Regions from separate parts of the Zea mays genome. Here region 1 is linked to region 2. Evidence: chromatin contacts called from public Hi-C data. All regions are on one chromosome and are shown on one strand. Each heading gives the region's core, a stretch centred on a gene start, on an enhancer-like site or on the middle of the called end of the contact. The rest is flanking DNA. Distances are from core to core; before and after follow the strand shown.

Evidence for each region. Hi-C and Micro-C count contacts between places; a contact is called where the count stands out from the background.
Region 1: a Hi-C map of ear shows a contact between it and region 2, with 2.0 times the contacts expected there. The contact joins the enhancer-like site here to the promoter of LOC100191543 in region 2. A contact is called at or near these places in 2 of 25 Hi-C or Micro-C datasets (ear and tassel).

Annotation. Positions count from the first base shown.
Region 1 is chr2:48,599,263-48,606,335 of Zm-B73-REFERENCE-NAM-5.0, forward strand. No RefSeq gene overlaps it. Among protein-coding and RNA genes, the nearest start is that of LOC100273652, 20 kb to the right of the region's middle. Within about 2 kb of position 3,844, at least 10 of the 20 cell types and tissues checked have an H3K27ac peak or open chromatin away from gene starts, as enhancers often do. A contact at or near this core is called in ear, where this site is marked.
Region 2 is chr2:48,400,695-48,407,222 of Zm-B73-REFERENCE-NAM-5.0, forward strand. LOC100191543 reads right to left here and starts at 2,015. Exons shown (of 9, transcript NM_001365499.1): 1 at 1,795-2,015; 2 at 1,529-1,691. The coding sequence starts at 1,647.

The DNA.
Region 1 (7,073 bases), core at 2,594-5,093, 200 kb after region 2:
ACATGATACCAGAACTCAATCCTTCGTGAATTGTTTTTCATACAAAAAAATAAAGCGGCAGAAAAGATGAAGATGCACCAGAGGTAGGATATTCTTCATTAGATGTGCTTGGATTCAGGCACAGTGCTATTGACTATGCGAGCTTCGGACTCCTCCCGAAAATCGCGCTATTGTTGAGCGTGTTGGTGCCCTTCTGGCTGTTGGCTTCGCACCAGAGTAGGTGCTAGCGGTGGTGGTGGTGGAAACTGGGCCCAGGAAGCTTGAGAGTGGCTTGCCTAAGCGACAGAGGCCATAGGCTGTTCATTACCTACGTACTCTGGGACATAGGGAGAATAGCATGAAGTAGTATGTAGGACTTGCTTCGGCTGATTCTGCCGTGCTTCAGCTTCGGCAATCTCTTTCTGCTTCTGAATCATGACCTTACACGTTCTTGTGGTGTGGCCTTTGTCTTCACCACAGAACAAACAAAAAAGTCTCCTGGGCTGATCTCTGTATCTTCCTCCGAAGCTTCTGCCCCCTCTGCCTCTTAGAGATGGTGGCCTGAAGGAGCTTTGTTGTGGCCCTGATGATTGGGAGCTGTGTTGTCGCCTTTGGGGTTGATTTCCTCTATCATCACTTGGGTTAGCATTATGGATTGACTTGACGTGCCTGGGGTGAATTCTTCCTCCGAAGCCCCTGGCCATCTCAGAAAACCTGTATGCTTCCTCCCTTGTTTGGCGGAAATCATTATCGGCCCGGATGTACTCATCCATCTTCTGAAGGAGCTTCTCCAGGGTTTGTGGAAGCTTCCTGGCAAAATATTAAGCTGTAGGTCATGGCCGAAGCCTCTCGATCATGGCCTCAATGACAATTTCATTGGGCACTGTAGGTGCTTGTGCTCTTAGACGCAGGAACCTTCGGACATACGCCTGAAGGTACTCCTCATGGTCTTGCGTGCACTGAAACAAAGCCTGAGCAATAACTGGCTTCGTCTGAAAGCCTTGGAAGCTAGTGACTAGCATATCTTTGAGCTTCTGCCATGATGTGATTGTCTCTGGCCTGAGAGAAGAGTACCAAGTTTGTGCTACGCTTCTGACTGCCATGACGAAGGATTTCGCCATGACTGCAGTATTGCCCCCATATGAAGATATGGTTGCTTCGTAGCTCATCAGGAACTGCTTCGGGTCTGAGTGCCCATCATACATAGGAAGCTAAGGTGGTTTGTATGATGGGGGCCATATGGTAGCCTACAATTCTACTGCCAAAGGAGAAGCATCATCGAAAGCAAAATTGCCATGATGAAAATCACCATACCATTCATCATCGTTTGTATGAATTCTCTTGACGAAGCTCTCTGTACTCGGTCCTTCGGTCTTGGTCATCCTGGGTGAGGTGACGCATTTCCTCGGCGGCCTCATCAATCTTCCTCTGGAGATCAGTGAGTTGAAGCATTTTCTCTCTCTTCTTTTGAACTTGTTGATTTCTTGGTCCAGTTCTTCCTCCTGAGGTGTTGGGCTGGTAGCCTTCCTCTTCTAGTTCCTGGCTTCGCGTAGCGTCTCCTGATTAACGTCCAATGGCTGCAATGTAGCCCCTGACCCTGTTGTCTTCTTCGATGGCATAACGAAGGTTGATGCTTGCCGAAGGTGGTCGAATGGGTTCACCAGAGGTGGGCGCCAATGTTGTCCCTTGTTCTCGGATGCTATATACCAAGAACAAAGCAACACAATTGTTAACGATTAGAGACCTTCATCCTTCGAACATTATCTCCCTTGGGATATAATGATCTTCAGACGAAGGTCATGAAGGACATACCTTCATCATTTCAGTAAGCAAGAATGTAAGCAGAGACATATGAAACACAAAGGGAATATGAATAATCATTTCAAATCATTAGACTATTCATATTTTTATTTTATAAGCATGAATAAGCATCAATAACATTTATATTACATTTGTACCTTTGGCTTGACAGAAGGTGAAACAGTGGGAGTGACATGAGAGTGATTACAAGTCAGCGTGAACAGTACGATGTTACTGTTCATCTATTTATAGGCACAGGACGCAGCCTAGGTAAAATTACATTCATCATGTCCCTGACATTTACTGTTAGCCAAAAGGAAATCTGTCAAGGACTAAGCAGTCTTTCCCCCTTTAGGTCGGTTTCATCCTCCACCACCGTCCTTGTGCTAAGTCGAAGCTTCTCCAGCCACAGCTTCGGAGCTGGTTCATCCTTCCTCCAGACCGCGCCTTTCATACCATGCACACCTACATCTCAAAGTTGAAGCTTCCTGAGATAGTATGTTATACTAGAAAACATGTTAGTTAAGTTTTTGAGGACATTCGGAAGAGGAAGGCCCCCAACATATAGGAACTGAACCCGAACCCGAAAACCCAATTCGGTCTATTCGAGTTCAGTTCGGGTTCGGTTTTGGTTTTAAAATGCCCACCCCTAGAATCTTTCCTTAATAAACCCAACTAGGTACAAGGCAATTTGAGCCCATATGGAAACAACTCAGATTATGTCCCCTTGATTGATTGGATGATTACCAATGATTCCAGTTGAATTTGGAAGTGAGCCGGGATGCGTTGGAAATGTCTTAGTTGTTACCTTTCCATACATATAAAGAACGTCCAAATCTGAGTCCGTATACATCCTGGACGTTCATTTTAGTGCAAACTGGTCGTAGATCCCAAAATTGGCGTGAAATTATCTCCATTTGGGATTCTTTCCTTTTGTGCTTGTGCCTTTCCTTCTATAGCACAATCTCCGCGTCGTTGAGACATTCATTGCTAGTTCTTAGGCCCCTCATATGCTTGTCCTTCATTCTATATAATAAGGAACTCATTAGGTAGCAATCGGTCTCGTGTTTGGCAAAAACTAGAGCTTAAGAACGTCTTAACTTGCAATTGAAGTTGACGCGCGCGTGCTCTTGTGCACCCATGAGATATGTCTGGTGCGTCCATGTTAGCTAGCCATTAGATTCTAGCTATTGCCAACTGTAAGAGATTGGGTATCTGGGGTATCACTAGACACATCCGGTGTCTTGTGGTGTTCTCCATCTCACACTAAAACCTATCTAAGTACCCTATTCCATGTGGTATTCGGTGCATCACCAAACACGTACGGTGCCTGGTATCCTGTGCACATCTACCTATCTGATGCATCTGGTAGCTAGTTGCGTCCTTCTTCGCATAGTATCGATGATATCTAGTGCTTTATCTTATGCACCATTGGACACATTCGGTGTTGTCGAGCAGCATGCGTTTTCTTCATTTCTTCACATGTGTTTGTCCAGGCTTCTACCATCTTGTGACTTATAAACACACTAAGAGTGCGTTCGTTTGTTCAGGATTGAAGCCAGGAATGGTTCCAGGTGATTAAAGCTTATACAAATTAGATAAGCATTCCTGGCTGGATTGGTTCTAGGTCATGATTGCGGAACAAACGAACACGCCCTAAAACAGTACAAAACCTTTGATTTCACCGTTGTCTTATGGGGTTTGTAGAACTCACAAAATAAAATAGGGATGTAGCTAGAACAAGTTTCCCAAAACATCAGAGGCCGGGGGTTTTCTATAAAACATTTTTCTTACTTGCAGAATATTTGATGTACAATAAACTAGTCAATACAGCATGTAAAAAAAATAGAGGGAGTACATGCAACAACTGCTCCGGCGACCTCCGATCCCGTCCAGATTAAACTCACGGAGTGAACTCATCTGGGTATAGAGGAGACCGAGCCATAAGATGATAAGAGGCCCGGGCGGGCGGAATCCGGAGAGGACCGTTCAGAGGCCTGTCGGTACGCGCCCGATCGATGGGCATGCGCAGTGCAGGTGCAGGTGCAGGCGCAGGTGCAGATGCAGTAGCGAGGTGAGGAGGGCGCGTACGGCCATGAGGAAGTTAAGGTTATCATCAGGCAGCCATGCCAGTGAAGAGGACGACGGGTGGTGGTCCAGTGCGAGTTGCTCGAACGAATCAGAGTCGAGGCACTGTTCCGTGAACAGGACACTTCACCAGCCGCCTGCTGGGGAATCCATCGACGGGCTAATTATGGAGATGAACATGGGCTGGTCTCGTCGTCTACGGCCGGTCTACCGGCCTCATCTCTTCCACACTCATGCATGCATGCGTGCTACGGCGTAGGCGCGTCGGCGAGCTCGCCCGAGGAGCGGTAGCTAGAGCCAGGATGTGGACGCGCGCGCGCTCTGAACAGGCAGAGATCAGAGACGACGGTGATCAGGATTCAGGCGTGAGAGCTTTTCTACAGCCTATGGGCTAGTATAGGCGGCCATACTCTACTGTACTGCTGCTGCTACAGATGCTCAGTAGCTAGCGGTCATACATGCTCTAGCGTGTCCGCGCCGCCGTACATGTTCGGTTCGGACATGTATAGCTACTACTACGTACGTACAGAGTATATACTACGTATGGTACGTCTCTCTCGCAACCTTCCTGTAGTATATAGTATGTGGCTCCGATCCATCGGAGATTCAGAATCCTGATAGGTGCACAAATCTGTCTGCTCCCAAGGACTCATGTACAGTGCTACGTGCTGTGGCAGTTGTGAGTCCTAAGCTCATACAGTGCAACCGCAATACGGCGGGCGGGACAGCGCTAGCTACATACACGATCGGGATATTCATGCAAATATGCAATGCATGGTTCTCTCTTCTCTTAGTAACAATATATATAGATGTTAATAATGGGATCCGATACCCATTTACCCATCTAGAATTCCTCTGTTAGGCTAGTTTGAGAACTCTATTTTTTCCAAGAGATTTCTATTTTCTTAAGGGAAAATGAAATAATTTCTTTTGGAAAAATAAAAATCCTTCAGAAAAATGAGGTTCCCAAAATAGCCCTTAGAGTTATGGTATGGTAAAAGATTAATCTCCATGGGTATAAATTTGGAAAAAAAAAACTCTTTCCGTATTAGGTATATAGTGGGTATGGATATGGGAAAACAAAATCCGAACTCGATTACCCATGGGTAACATTCACTTAGTAAAATTATGTGTGCAACCCAATAGACAATAAGTCTAACGGCTAACCTTACCTTTTTCAACTCTTTTAGTCACCCATCCACCCAACCTAGGTGGCAAGCCGCTAGCCGCTAGCCGCTCCACTCACTAGTTCATGTGCCACTTTGTTTTTGCTGTTTTGTATGGCTAAAGAATGCTTTTGTTTGTTACATGTCAGATTTATTTATGATGTATTGTTCATTGTTATTGGATGTCCTGTATCTGTTAATGTCATATAAAATATAATGTAATTATGTTTTTTTTTTGTCGAGGATAAGGACCCATTGAAGATTCGATATCTAAATAGAGATACATATGGGATGAATTTTATATCTATGATAGCTATAGGGACAGGATGGGAATGGGTATAGCTTCCTAGGATAGGGATGGAGTTTCCAAATCCGATGGGAAATTCTCCATTAACAGTTTGACACCTCTAGTAACAACATATGTAGTTACTTGAATCGACAGGTATCTATTCTAGCACACATGTTCCTACGTCTGTACAGTAGGGCGACGTACGCGCATGCGTCCATGCATGTATCCTCGGTGGGGGTTCCGTTCCACATGGTGTCGTAGTGTGGCATGCGCAGCATCGGTGCCACTGCAGTACGGCGTGCCGGCCGGGGGCACCACCACGCGGGCACAGCTGCACGCGCTGGTTCGTCAAGTCCCGTCACCGCTCACAGTAGCCGGGGCTGTGCTGCTACAATGCCTGCTACCTCCATGCACGCACGCTGCGTGCTCAGCAGCTCGCTCGTCTCGCCGTCGCGCGCGCGAGATAGCCGCCCCCGGCCAGGCCCTAGCATCGCAGCTGGCTCCACAGACCACGCAGGCACGCTGCGTGCCCGGCCCGCGCGCGCAGCTGCTGCACGCGCCTGCTGGAGAGGAGGTGAGCTCGCGTCGAGTACTCGAGTGAGAGAATTGAACCAACACGTAAACGACGGCAGCCACTAGTAGAGAAGAGCTCAAAGCCTACGGCACCTATAAATTATCACTGACGGTTTTAGTTACCGCGCGCCAGTAAAAAAAATCTGGTGGGCCTGGCTTGGGAACCGCCAGTGGAAACCTATTTCCACTGGCGGTTATCTTAACACAACCGCCAGTAGAAATAGGATATTTACACTGACGGTTGGTGTAACACAACCGCCAGTGAAAATCTAGTTTCCACTGACGGTTCTGTTACATTTGTGTTAAGATAACCGCCAGTGAAAATAGGTTTCCACTGTCGGTTTTTCAAGCCAGCCGCTAGTGAACTATGCTCTTCCTCCCCCCGACAGGAGCTGTACGCTCGCAACCAACTTCCATTGGAGGCGATTTTGGAGGTCCAGATTTCACAAAATACAAGGGGGAGGTTTTGGTCTTCATTTTTTGGAAGAAGGTAGATAAGAAAGGTTGGTTTATGTTTCTTTGTCAATTTTTGTCCATTCTTGCTCAATTTTAGCCACATTTTGGATCTAGGGTTTTACATGTGAGAGAGAAGAGTATAGCTAGGTTATTTTCTCTATTTCCTTAAATGAGGTTGCTTAAGATGGTTAGATTTTGTCTATTCCCTCTCCTTTTTCATGTTTAGTTCTCAAATCAGTTTATCCATGACACATATTTAGTTGCTTAATGGATGGTGAATGTGTTGTATGGAGAGGGAGGATGATAGGTTTGATAATTAAGATTGTTTTTATTAATTGTTATGAAAGGTTGGTTTAATTATGTTTCAATTGCCAATTATTGTTCATTTTTGCTCAATTTTAACTACATTTTGAAACTAGGCTTTCACCATGTGTTAGAGATAGGTTTGGGTATTAAGATTTTTTGTTTATTAGTTGCTAGGAAAGTTTGGCTTATGTTTCTTTTGCCAAATTTTGTTCATTTTTCCTCCATTTTAGCTACATTTTGGATCTAGGGTTTCACCATGTGTTAGAGATAAAGTAGTTAGGTTGCCTAATCCAACCGCCTATGACCTTTGTTGTATAAATACCCCTTCATCCTTCCCGACAAAAACTGTGTAGCTCGCGCGCAGCCCAACTTTCATTGGAAGGCCAGATTTCACAAAATACAAGGGGGAGGTTTTG
Region 2 (6,528 bases), core at 765-3,264:
GGCTCATAGAAACTACAAAGCTACAAATGTCTTTTTTAAGAACATCATTCAGCAATTATAACTTGATATAATAAAATGATACCATTTCTAGAATTTGGCTAATAGAAACTGCATAGGATAGTAATATCAAAAGGTTTTTATGCGTGTTCGACATATGTTTATTTGAACCCTTAGTTTTACTATATATATGTGTTTGACATGGAAATTGATCTCATGAGCAACCACTTCCTGATTGTGACACACATCATGCATATATAGTTTGATTTAATTTTTTATGTTAACAAAAGAATAAAGGTTAATTTAGAAGCATATATAGGAATACTTTGGGATTTTTTGTAATGGCATAGGTAGTTAACTAAGATGCAGGCTTAGGGCTTGGTTTAAGTTAGTCTTAATACAATGGTAGAGGTAGGTAATTTAGATGTAAATTTAGGAGGTTATTTTTTATAATGGCATAGGTTGGTAATTAAATGAAGATTTAGGTGTGGCCACTTCAGATTGTTCTTCAAAACAGCAGAGGTGGTAATTCATATACACATTTAGGAGGTTACTTTAGAATATTTCTAAAAATTACGGAGGTGGCTAATTATTTTTACAAGAAAAACAGAATAGGTACAATGTTTATTATTGTCGATACTGGTTATAGTATGCCAAATTATGGATAGATGTTTCTAACTTTTTTTGTCGAAAAATCTAGAATTTGTCTCTTTTCTAGTGCATCTGATTAGGATTAAGGTGGAGGCTCCAAAAATAAGCATCCAATTAGTAATGGTAAGATGCCATTTTAAATGGGAAAAAGAACATGGTTTATGTGCTATTTAAGTGCATGTATACTTTTATATTATAAAGTAACTATACATTACAGTGCATGCAGATATAGTTCGATTGTACATTTAGGGTCTCTTTGGAACTTAGAAAATTCACAGTAATCGTACACAAATTTAACAGGAATCAGTTTGTTTTCACGGGGAAAATGCAGAATACAGGGAGGGGGGGGGGGGGAGCTGCAGTCCAAAGGGGGGCCTTACAGGTAAATAGGTAAGATCAAGGATGTTGGAAAGGGTGTGGAGACTGAGAGGTCCTCCCTGTTCTTTCAGAATCCCAAACAAAGGCACAGATTATATGTGGAAGAAACTATAGCACAGAGCTAACACCCCCTTCTTTTAAGGATGTCCACATCAGTTCGTGTAAACTAAAGGATTTGCATTGTAGATTACCCTACTTACAGAGTTAAGTTTGAAATAGGGGATGAAATATGAGATGGAATAGCACAGCTGAGCTGCTTGAGACAGCCTTACTTTTTTCACCTCTAAAAGACTAATCCCAGACTTGTTCCATGTTCTGTCACACGAACTAAAGCCCCATTAGTAATTCAGTTAACTTTCAAGTGTAACATTGACGATCACAGTATCACGAATCAGACCCTCAGTGAGGCTACATGGTAGCAGGTGCTAACTAACTCGAACCACTCTTCCCAAACAGAGTCAACAATCCAAACAGAGCCACTTGACAGGTTCAACGCAGTCACCTGGCGAGGGCGGGGACGCGCGGGCGCTTAGACGGGCGGTCGTCGTCGTCACCACCGCCGCCATGGTCGAGGGCTCGCTTCGAGTTGGACCGCTCCAGGTGTCTCCCCTGCCTCTGCATCGCTCTGTCGCTCGCCTCCCCCGGCCCGGAGCCGCCAGTCAGGTCTGCGCACACCGCCACAGACCCGGGTAAAAAAACCGAACAAAAAATAAAACCAAGGAAAATCCATCACCGGAGCGCGATCGCGCGCAAGGACGAACAGCTTACCCCGTGGACCGTGCCCGTAGCAGCCGGCGCAAGCAAGAAGTCCGCACAGCGACGCGTCCAGTCCAGCGGCGCGGAATGGAGGAGCGGAGGAGGGACACGCGCGCGCTTGCGCGGTTCTGCTGGCTTTGGAGCTGAGCGGCGCAGCGACTGGGCGACGACTTGGGCGAGCGCGAACGACGGGGACAGCAACAGCACGGGCAGAGAGAGGAGGGAGATCTGTGGGGTGGGTGTGCGTGCCCGGCTTTCGCCTTTGGCCACCGGTTTATTTACTGCTTTTGGTCCGCCTACGAGGTGCCTTGACTGTGTTGTCCCTGACGGGTATGGCCCATAAAAGCGGCGGGCATGCTGTGGTGGCTGAAATTTGTGTGACAGGTGGGGCAGGAGTATGCGGGACCCATAGGCAGTGGAAGAAGTAGAGCTGGTGGCTGGCGGCTCGGTGGGATATTCTGACTACACAACTTTTCTGCCACGGCGAATCGGCGATGTCGCACTTCCGAGCTGAGCTGCCATTACTGCTGGGAAGTGGGAGTGTGGGACCAAGTTTATGGGATCCACCGTAGTGATTGTTTGAAATCCTTCTATACCCATTAAAGGGTCTCAAGGAAATAAATAAAAAAATCAAACCCGTCTCTTCAACTTTATGTACTCCCTCCAGTGCAGTAAAGGTAGTCGTTTAGGACATGATTGTGCATACCAAGGAGTGATTAATTATCATAGAGTTTTCCCTGTTTGCCCCTATTAAATAGGGATATGGGTGCATTAACGTTACTAAAATAATCAGACTTGATTGGTTGTTGCAGCAGCTCCAAGGCATTCTAGATTGGAGGTCTCAAGTTCGATTCCTCTTAAATGCATCTTTTTTTGTGCAATTACTAGGGGCAATAACGTCCAAATCCCATACCCACGCGCGCTATGACTTCTTTTTGTGCACGCTCGGTCACGCGCAGGATGACTTCTTTTACTGCACCGGAGGGAGTACATACTGTCTGTTAATTGTACTAATGATTTAAAGGCTTATAGTTTGTAGTACACACTATCTGAGCTGTTTCTTGTAATTGAAAAAATCAATCCAAAGACTCAGCCTCTCAGACAGTGCTAGATTTTAATCTATTTTATATTAGATTTTTAGAAATTATATATAAGCTCAAGTGTTCTACAACTTTTAAGCTTTGAAACTTAGAGGACAAAATTTAAACAATCTTAACTATAACAACGACGACTTTCGTTGACTAGTGTGCCGACCAGTGGCGGACGCAGGACAAAAGTCTATGAAGTACCAACCCGCAATGGAGAAGTCACCAAAAAATACCAAAATAAAGGTAGTTTTTTGATAATAGCATAAAAGTTAAGCTGTAATATCATGACTATAACAAAACAACGTAGATATCAAAAAGCCTTTTAGCGACACAAAATCACCAATAGAAAATCCAATCTACAATTAGAAGAAATATATTAGGTAAGTGAGAGCACCTAGAGGGGGGGTGAATAGGTGATCCTGTAAAACTTAAAACTTAAGCCACAAAACTTGGTTAAGTGTTAGCACAATAATCACCAAGTGGCTAGAGAGAAGAACTTGCACAATACGAAAACCACAAAGAGATCAACACAGAGATGACACAGTGGTTTATCCCGTGGTTCGGCCAAGTACAAAACTTGCCTACTCCACGTTGTGGCGTCCCAACGGACGAGAGTTGCACTCAACTCCTCTCAAGTGATCCAATGATCAACTTGAATACCACGGTGTTTTGCTTTTCTTTTCTTATCCCGTTCGTGAGGAATCTCCACAACTTGGAGCCTCTCGCCCTTACACTTTTGATGTTCACAAAGAAGCACGGAGCAAGGGAGGGATTAGCAACTCACACAAGACACAAAGATCACAGCAAATACGCACACACAGAACCCAGACTTAAGCTCAAATGGCTAGCACACTAGAACAGAGCTCAAATCACTAGAATGTCGAACAAGTGCGCAAGAATGATGTGTGAGTGATCAATAGTGCTCAAAGGATGCTTGGTGTACTCCTCCATGCGCCTAGGGGTCCCTTTTATAGCCCCAAGGCAGCTAGGAGCCGTTGAGAGCAATCTGGGAAGGCAATTCTTGCCTTCTGCCGTCTGGCGCACCGGACACTGTCCGGTGCCCGATTTCTTTCCTTAAACGGCGCAGCCGACCGTTGGCAGCCAGAGAGCCGTTGGCGCACCGGACATGTCCGGTGCACACCGGACATGTCCGGTGCACCCTTCTAGCCGTTGGCTCGGCCACGTGTCCCGCGCAGATCGAGCGGTCGACCGTTGGCCCGGCCGACCGTTGGCTCACCGGACAGTCCGGTGCACACCGGACAGTCCGGTGAATTATAGTCGTACGTCGCCGGTGAATTCCCGAGAGCGGCCACTTTGCCCGAACCAGCCTGGCGCACCGGACACTGTCCGGTGCACCACCGGACAGTCCGGTGCTCCCAGACTGAGCAGATTCTTGGCTGCTCGAGCCAAGACATTTTCAATTGGATTTTCCCTGTTTCCAGCACTTAGACACAATACATTAGTCCATAAAACAATGTACTAAGTCTGAGAAACATACCTTTATCCTTGGTTTGTACTTTGTCCACCATTTTACATTTAAGCACTTGTGTTAGACACTAAATCACCAAAATACTTAGAAATGGCCCAAGGACACATTTCCCTTTCAATCTCCCCCTTTTTGGTGATTTATGCCAACACAATATAAAGCAAGTAGAACAAATACAAAACCAATTCAAATAAGAACTCAAATTGTTTTGATTCAATTTTGACATATACGGATCACCCTTTGCCACCACTTGGTTTGTTTTTGCAAATCAAACTCAAATTTCTATCTCTAAGTCAAACACACATGTTAAGACATAAAGAGAGTGATTCCAAGAGAAATTGATTCAAGATTTCAAAAAACTTCCCTTTTTCTCATAATCAACACTTCTCCCCACAAGAAGCCAACTTTTGACAAGAGAGACAATAAAAGAGTTTTGACAAACCAAAAAGCTCTATTCTACCAATAAAAGAGTTTTGACCAACCAAAAGCTCTATTCTACTATTTTCAAAATCTCTCAAGTGGTAGCTGATCCATTTATCGCTTTGGCCTTTATTTTCTCCCCCTTTGGCATCAAGCACCAAAACGGGATAAATCTTGGCCCCAGAACCCCATTGCCTCATCAAAATCTTCAATAAGAATACAAAGGCAATAAGAGTACATGAGATGAACTTGGAATAAGTTACCCTCTCATCGGAGTGCAGTGGAAGTCTTTCATGGTCCAAGTCCACCTTTTCCCTTTCAAACCTCCTTTGAGACTAAAACAAGCAAACTCAAGCACATGGTTAGTCTCAAAGGGTCAAGTTGTAACACATCTCCCCCTAAACATGTGCATCACTTTGCAACGGACTTGTGAGGTCCAGGGAGTGTTTGTACAACTTGAGCACCATTATTAAGCAACAAAATGCAGAAGGAACATGATCAAAAGCATAAACACATGTATGCTATAAATCAATCCAAGTTTCGCGAATCTAAGACATTTAGCTCACTACGCAACCTGCAAAAGGTCTTCTCATCTAGAGGCTTGGTAAAGATATCGGCTAGCTGGTTCTCGGTGCTAACATGAAACACTTCGATATCTCCCTTTTGCTGGTGGTCTCTCAAAAAGTGATGCCGGATGTCTATGTGCTTTGTGCGGCTGTGTTCAACAGGATTTTCCGCCATGCGAATAGCACTCTCATTATCACATAGGAGTGGGACTTTGCTCAGATTGTAGCCAAAGTCCCTGAGGGTTTGCCTCATCCAAAGTAGTTGCGCGCAACACTGTCCTGCGGCAACATACTCGGCCTCAGCGGTGGATAGGGCAACGGAAGTTTGTTTCTTAGAGTTCCATGACACCAGAGACCTTCCTAAGAATTGGCACGTCCCCGATGTACTCTTTCTATTTGTCGGTGTTTTGGGTCCGACCGCACACCCGGGGTTGCCCTTAAGGTGTTTTTAGGAGTAGGACGGTGTCAACGACTGTAGCTAAATGGTTCGTGCCGATCGCACGAGGGACAGTGGACAAGATTTGCAGGTTCGGGCCGCTTAAAGATGCGTAACACCCTACGTCCTGGTGAGTATACGAGTGTGGTTACAAGAGGGCTCTCTGGATTGAAGGCACAGAGAGTTTACGTGGGTGGCTAAGTAAAAATAGGGTCGATCGTTCTGAAGGGGTGCCCCCTAGGCCTTATATACTCGACCGTGGGGCAGTACACGTGGATATGATAACAACAAGTAGCTGAAAGGTAGCGAACCTCTTGAGTTTATCCCTACGTAACCCTCGCCGACTTATCCTCGCATGGCTCCATTACATGGGGGCTTCAGCGCGGGTAAGTCGGGTCTCTGTTGGGATTTACTCGTTTGACGTTGTGGGCCGTCCGGGTTTGCTCCAATCTGGTCTTATGTCTTCTCTGCTTTGTTGATTGTCTTTCCCCAGGCCCACGAAAGAACGACCTTACGATTTATTGGGCCCTTGGGCCTTTCGTGAGGTCTTTTACTTCTTTAGTGGACCCGGGGGATATCTATCCCCCACAAGCCCCCGATCTTTGGGTTGATTTAGAGGTAATCAACCCAAAGATCCAAGGTCCAAAAAATGACTTCCTGCTGTCTTCTCTTGCTCCGATCACTCGTTCGACCGAAGTTTAGTTCTGTGCTTGTGCCTTAGAGGTCGGCATTTTGATTTGTAGAATTCTG